Regions from separate parts of the Mus musculus genome. Here region 2 is linked to region 1. The links are chromatin contacts, called in public HiChIP or PLAC-seq maps. All regions are on one chromosome and are shown on one strand. The core of a region is the stretch at or near the end of the contact, and the rest is flanking DNA. Distances in the headings are between cores, read along the strand shown. Region 1 holds the start of R3hdml (R3H domain containing-like). Region 2 has its middle 6.0 kb from the start of Ccn5.

Region 1 (3,133 bases), core at 312-2,811:
ATTTGTTTGGGAACTGGGGGGCCTTCTGTGTGGCAGTTTCAACGTTAATAAACGAATGAGTAAGTCAGCAAACAAGTAGATGACGCCTCCCGCCCCAACCCCCAGCTCCCTGCTATCTGGCTCCTGTCTGGCCCCTTCACAATTACCTCCTGATACTTGATATTAGGGCTCTGTATCTTGTAGACTTTAGTTTCTCTTACCCCCCCCCCCCACTTCCCCCAAACTCTAGGGTTCTTCAGGGAAAAAACCTTGTTCTCCGAAGTACCCAGAAGGCTTAGTGCTGCATCGGGCTCCAAGTAGGAGGCAGTACATAAGAGAACACTGAGAGGGGCCCCATTTCCAGTTGTTAGGCAGGTGGGAGTCTATCAGCTCTCTCTTTTCCTAAAGAAGTCTCTGTGTGCTGTCAGTCTATCTCTCCAGGCTTTGGGGACAATAGTCCCGGGGAGGAGCTGAGATAGGAGGGTATTCCTCCTCCATGCTGAGGGTTTTGGCTGCTGGGAGACTGAGCTGAGAGACACTAATGCTGACTCTTTGAAAAAAGACATCCCAGACTGCCCTGAGATTCAGCTCCTGGCGTTCCTCAGCCCAAGATACCCTGGTGCCTGCCTGTCTTCCACAGAATGAATGGTCTGGGTGTGTCAAGCAACCCCCTCTGCTGAGAGACAATAGCCTGGAAAGCTCCTGTCTCTACCCCCTGCAAATGCCCAGCGTGGAACAAAATTCTCAGACCGCATATCGTGTTATTGGAAACTCCTGCCTTAGCAGCAGGCAGACCTGGCTTGCAATCCAGGCTGGGCGACCTTAGGCAAACCTCTCCTCTGACTCTCAATTCCTTCATTTGGAAAACAGATAAAATGCAGTATTGAAGGAAGAGGGTTCTGTGAAGGGCCCCAAGGCCCTCTACAGATAGTATTCCTCTCTCCCCACCCCCTACCCCAGCCTCATTCACTGAGGATTTATGCAAGGACCTTTCTTTCTGAATCTGTAAAAGGGACCACCCATTTTCACCATTTGCTTAGGCCAGACAGACAGGCAGATGGTCTAGCTCTTCAAGGCCAGCCACCCCAGACCACAGTGAACAATCTGGTCTTGGCTGGATGGTGCACAGGGAAAGTTTGGGACTCACCATATACTCCATGTTGGCAGCAGGTGGGTGTACGCTGGCCCGGATGTGGTTGTGATAATCCAGTAAAGCGCTCATGTCCCGAGCAGAGATGTGGCGCTTCCGGCGGTGCCGGGGCACCCCCAGGCCAGACAGGGGCCACACAGCTGTGTTCTTGGGTCGGCCCTGGACCAGTGTGGTGTTGGGCATCCGTAAGGCCCCCACTGTGTGACCCATCCAAAGGAGAAGGCCTGTGAGGCCCACGATGCTGGACAGAAGAGGCATAGCTGTCTGGGATGGTGTACCTGTCTGGTGCAGTTAGAGCTGCTGCCTAGAAGAGGTGGGTATGAGAAGGCCAAACCCTGAGAACTCTCCTTGAGCACTGCCAGTCTGGAGAATGCTCCTTGGGAACTTGGCAGAGATCCTCTGACCCAGCTCTCGTCCCGATACTCAATCCTTCCTCCTTGCTCCCTGGACTCAGTGGGTTAGGTGATGAGAAGTGCCCAGACAGTGGCTAATTCAGACTGGGCTTGGGAGTGGGAAGTTGCCACCACCTCAAAGCCAGGGCTCTGTCGCATCTGTCCAGGAGACAGACGGCCATCCCCTCTGGCCAAATGCCTTCTTTACCAATCCCATAATGTTGGGCTCAGTAGATGCCCACAGAAGCAGGACAGGCCCTTTTCTGAGTGAAGTGGCCTCAGGATGGACGGGGTGACATGGGAAGGTCAGATGGCAGAAGATGACAGAGGCAGAGAGGACATCGGAGGTCAGAGAAAAAGACAAGGAGAGGCAAACAAAAGGAGACAGAAAAAGGGGGATTCGAAAGAAACAGGAAGAAGGAAGAGCAGAGAGTTGTCATGAAAAGAAACTGTGGCAGAAATGGAGGCAAAGGGAAATAGAATTGAGGAGAGGAGAGGAGGGGAGGGGAGGGGAGGGGAGGGGAGAGGAGAGGCCAGGAAAGGCTAGGGGAAACCAGGCATCAGGTTCTCTGGGGGGCACATACCCAGAACAGGTGGCCCCAGGAGGTGGCAGGAGGTGGTGGAGAAGTCAGGGGACCTCTACAAATACTCTGGTAGTGCAGCGACTTTAAGGTCCCCGGGGAGTGATGGCCTCTGATGTCCCAGCCAGCAGCCCCCTCCTTCTCTAGCCAGCATATTCAGGGAGTGAGGCCCCGCCTGCCTCTCCTGTGGGCTTTCCTCTCCAGCTCTCTCCTCCTGCTCCCTTTGCCATCTGGAATGTGCAGGGGCTGTGGCTGAGCTGCCAGCTGGCTGGAGATAGAGTGATGAGGTAGGGATCCTGGAGGGAGAATCCCATGCATCCATGGAGATCCCAGACCCTTGTAGAACAAGGCAGCAGGAGAGAGTTCTGACTTCTCCCAAGGAAGCCCGTAGCCTCCGGGTGGGCAGATATGACGGCGGTCCAGGTATGAGCATCTAATATGTGCCACACCCTGGGATGAGAGCTTTACACACACAAGCTCAGCCAACATTCAGAGGCGCCACAACCCCTCTCTGTACCATTCTGTAAAGGAAGACTCTGAAGCTCCCAGAGGTGAAGGAAAAAGGCGCCTTCAAGTAGAGCCTAGGTTCAAATCCAAGTCTGTTCCCCGGAGCCCTGTTAGCATGAACAAATGATGTTCTGTTCTGTAGTCAAACAAAATACAGATGTCTGAGGTGAACCCCACTCAGACAGCATGGTGTGTGTGTGTGTGTGTGTGTGTGTGTGTGTGTGTGTGCGCAACAACAAAGCGCTTCAGACCCTGTCATTCCACTCACTGCTAAGCGCCCATGAGCGGTTGATTTGCGGAACTGTTTTATCCTCACTGGTACAGAAGAGCGAATAGAGACACCTGTCTCATCACCTGCCTCGTCAAACTGTTGTGAGAGCCAATGAGTCACTGTTTGTGGAGCTACAACGGCAGCTGGCACACAGTGTGCTTCCTGTGGGTGTGTGCATGCATGTTCATACATGCTCTTATTTAACTGTCTGCACCTGTGTGTCGTGTGTGTGCTAGTCCAGTCGCACCTCCGT
Region 2 (3,133 bases), core at 176-2,675, 320 kb before region 1:
CCCTCCCCAAAACAACCAACAACCACTAACGCCATTAGGCCCCAGCATTTATATACCCTCTGAAAAGTGCCCAGAATTCCATATGTCGCACAACCATAGAAACTATCTGCAGCTGGCAAAACCACGCTTCTACTAGAGCACGAGGCAAATCATAGTCACCTGCCGCAGGTTGTCTGAAGCAGCCATAGATCCCCAAACCTGGGATTAAAATGGAAGCACATTCTTGTAATATATGTCTGTGTTTTTAAAGAAGCCAAAAATTCCAGAATTCTCACATGTCAGTGAACTGAAGAAGCCAGGCTCCAATCCTGGCTTTGTCTTTGTGCACCTTTGGGCAAATCCTTTGACTTTCTTGGCCTCAGTTTCCTTATCCATAAAGTGGGTGAAAAGCAATTCCTTGCTTTCCAGCACCTCTAGCCCCAGAGGTCTATGTTTTATACACCTAGAAACCACTTATTTCCAGAAGGAAATCTCTGACCCAGAGAGGGGCTTGGAGGAAGGCCCTCAGCAGAGACCCACAGCACAACTCAGAATTCAGGATACTTTGCTAAGCTGGGACCAGCTGATCAGGGACCAAACCAGTGGGCTAGGTTATTCCTGTTCCACCTGAGAGCTCCTGCCTTTGTCAGAAGACCCCTAGCTCCAAGGAGACACTTCTCTGCTTGGTCCCTACAGGTGCCACTATCTGTCTACTACACCACTCATCTGTCCATTCTTCCACTTATGTCTGTCTGTCTGACCCATCTGTCCATCTATTTGTATATTCATCCACCCATTAATCCATCGATCCATCCATCTTCCATGTATTCATTCTAAAAACCCTGCCTGTACCAGCCATGCCTTGGTGTTAAAGAAGAAGGAAAAACAGGTCCCTGTCCACAGGGAGCCCATGGGGTCAGGGGACAGAGGCCAGCAGAGACAATTTCCACATAGTTAGTAGGGCATGCTAAGGAGGAAGGCAGGGAGACCTGAGCCTGCCTTGGAGGACGAGACACTGAATTTGGAAGCAAGTGTAGTGTCAGCGGGGTGATCTGAGCAGGATGAAGCGAGGCCTGGAGGTGGTGGGGTTGAATCTGGATGGAGCCATGATGGGGGTGGGGAGCTGAGGGGAGCTGCAGCTGTGCAGGCAAGTGTCAACTGGGGATCATGTTGGTAGCTGGGGTGGGAATGATGCCAAGTCCTTGGGCACACTGCGTGGCAGCTTGCAGAGGTAGAAAACTTTCTCCGGCAGTTGTCAGACCCCCCACTCCCGTCCCTGCCTATGTGATGTCAGGTAACTCTGTGAGGCCCAGTCCCCGGTGATGGCATCACAGGTTGTCTCTTTAGCCTCCCAGGACTCTTCTGACTCCTGAGTCATATGTGGTCAGCAAACTGAGGACCATGTAAACATGTGGCCTGGCCTGGACCTAATTGTTCCCATCCCTGCTATGCTGAGGGAGCATTGGCTGGGGAGAGGGCAGGGCTTGGTTAGTAACTGCCCCTGAGGGCTCTGGTCATGGGGTGGCTGAGTCACTGGCCAGTCATCAGCTTGGGCCTTGGGGTCCTTGGTTGGGGGATGGGAGATCCATTTTCTCGCTCATGGCTGCCTCCAGACTCTCTCCACTCAGAACACAGCGCCCCCCCTGAAACTCTCAATGTTTAAAATGGCTTGAGATGTAGCATAGCCCAGGCTGGTCTCAAGATTGCTGTGTAGCTGAGGTGGCCTTAAATGTCTGGTCTGCCCTGTCTCCACCTTTCAAGTGCGGGGATAACAGGATTGAGCTTTCTCACCAAGTTTTTGCAGTGCTGGGAATTGAACCCATGGCTTCCTGTTTGCTAGGCAAGCACGATACTAACTAAGCTACGTCCCAGCCTGGAGAAGTGCTACTCACAAGAGTCCCACACCCTTATGCTCAGGAAGGCAGACAGGCCCAGAGATGGAAGTCACACACTAGTGTTTGTTCCTGTTGATCTCTCCTGTGTGGAGACCCCCAGGGTAGCTGGGTCCACCTCTGTGGGTTCTTAGAGTCTGGGAGGTTAGGAGTCATTTGCAGGCAGCTCTAAGGTCAGGTCTCAGTTGGACTGCCACCCCATCCCCTGAGAAAGTGGCTGCAGGTGCTGTGGGCAGGATGCAAACATTGCAAGAAAGTTAACTGTGGCATGTGTCCCCTTCCCTGAATGCTGTATGCAAATAACTGACCCCTCCTCTGTGTAGAGGCTGAGAAGGCCCTGGACCAGGAGCCCCTAACAAGAAGGCTCAGGCCTACAGCATGCTCAGGGCTCAGAAGTGATGTGTGTTTGTCTGTTCATTCCAGAGCCAGATGAAAACCATGGATGTGGGGTGATCTAGACAGGACCCCCAAAAGAGCAATGAGTAGACCCGAGGGGGTCAGTCTGTTCCTGTTCCTCCAGAGACTGAAAAGGCAAATAGTACCCTAGCCAACTGCTATTGTGACTGGGGACGAGTAATGGCCCCTAAAGTATACATACAGTGCCTCTGCATAGCACTGAACTCCCCAGATGGGATCTAAGCCTGATTCACACTCATAACTTCAGCTTCTCCACAATTTCAGGCCTATTTCTACAGCAAAGACTTTAGGGTCCTTAATAAGAGTCACGGGTGGTTCTGGGCAACCTGAAGTATTAAATCACTTAATTATGTTGATGTGTCCATAAAAGGTACTGTTACCACTGTCCCCAATCCAGAGGTGGGGAGACTGAGGCATCAATAAGTTGCATTAGCCTTACAAAGTTAAGATGGTCAATGGAGACACAATCAGAATCTGAACCCTTTGCCTCCAGAGTCGCCTCTTGTGTGTATCTTCTGAGGGAATGACATCCTTCCAGGAGGATCTAGTAAGGGCCTGGGCCCTCTGTTCAACCTCTGCAGAAGGATGCCCACAGATGATCTGGAGGGGTGCTGTCCCCCTCTCCACTCATTTGACCCTCACTATCCTCTCTCAGGCTGGCCATGAAGGTAAACAGGGCTCAGCTGTAGCCTTTGATGGCTCCTGCCAAGCTGGCACTTGGGGTCCTGAGGATACCCAGGGGATCCCAGCCCAGCAGCTGGGCGACCTCAGGGCCAGCATTTCCGTAAATACCCCAATGAGCCAGCCCTCCCCCCCCCCGAGGTTTGGCAGGCTTTGTGTGGTTT

Evidence for each region. HiChIP or PLAC-seq counts read pairs in DNA pulled down with a chosen protein or histone mark.
Region 2: a contact with region 1 is called in a FOXA1 HiChIP or PLAC-seq map of pancreatic cancer cells. The contact joins the enhancer-like site here to the promoter of R3hdml in region 1. A contact is called at or near these places in 11 of 39 promoter capture datasets (the C10 cell line, the HPC-7 cell line, HPC-7-derived erythroid cells and 6 more), 5 of 115 datasets of contacts at active chromatin or transcription factors (embryonic stem cells, neural tube, pancreatic cancer cells and 1 more) and 3 of 9 other capture datasets (adipose tissue, liver and macrophages).

The regions. Positions count from the first base shown.
Region 1 is chr2:163,490,746-163,493,878 of GRCm38.p6, reverse strand. R3hdml (R3H domain containing-like) reads right to left here and starts at 1,561. Exons shown (of 5, transcript NM_001099331.2): 1 at 1,127-1,561. The coding sequence starts at 1,387. Hnf4aos (hepatic nuclear factor 4 alpha, opposite strand) reads left to right here. Exons shown (of 4, transcript NR_027970.1): 4 at 1-75.
Region 2 is chr2:163,813,268-163,816,400 of GRCm38.p6, reverse strand. No RefSeq gene overlaps it. Among named protein-coding and RNA genes, the nearest start is that of Ccn5, 6.0 kb to the left of the region's middle. Within about 2 kb of position 1,425, at least 69 of the 459 cell types and tissues checked have an H3K27ac peak or open chromatin away from gene starts, as enhancers often do. A contact at or near this core is called in the HPC-7 cell line and pancreatic cancer cells, where this site is marked.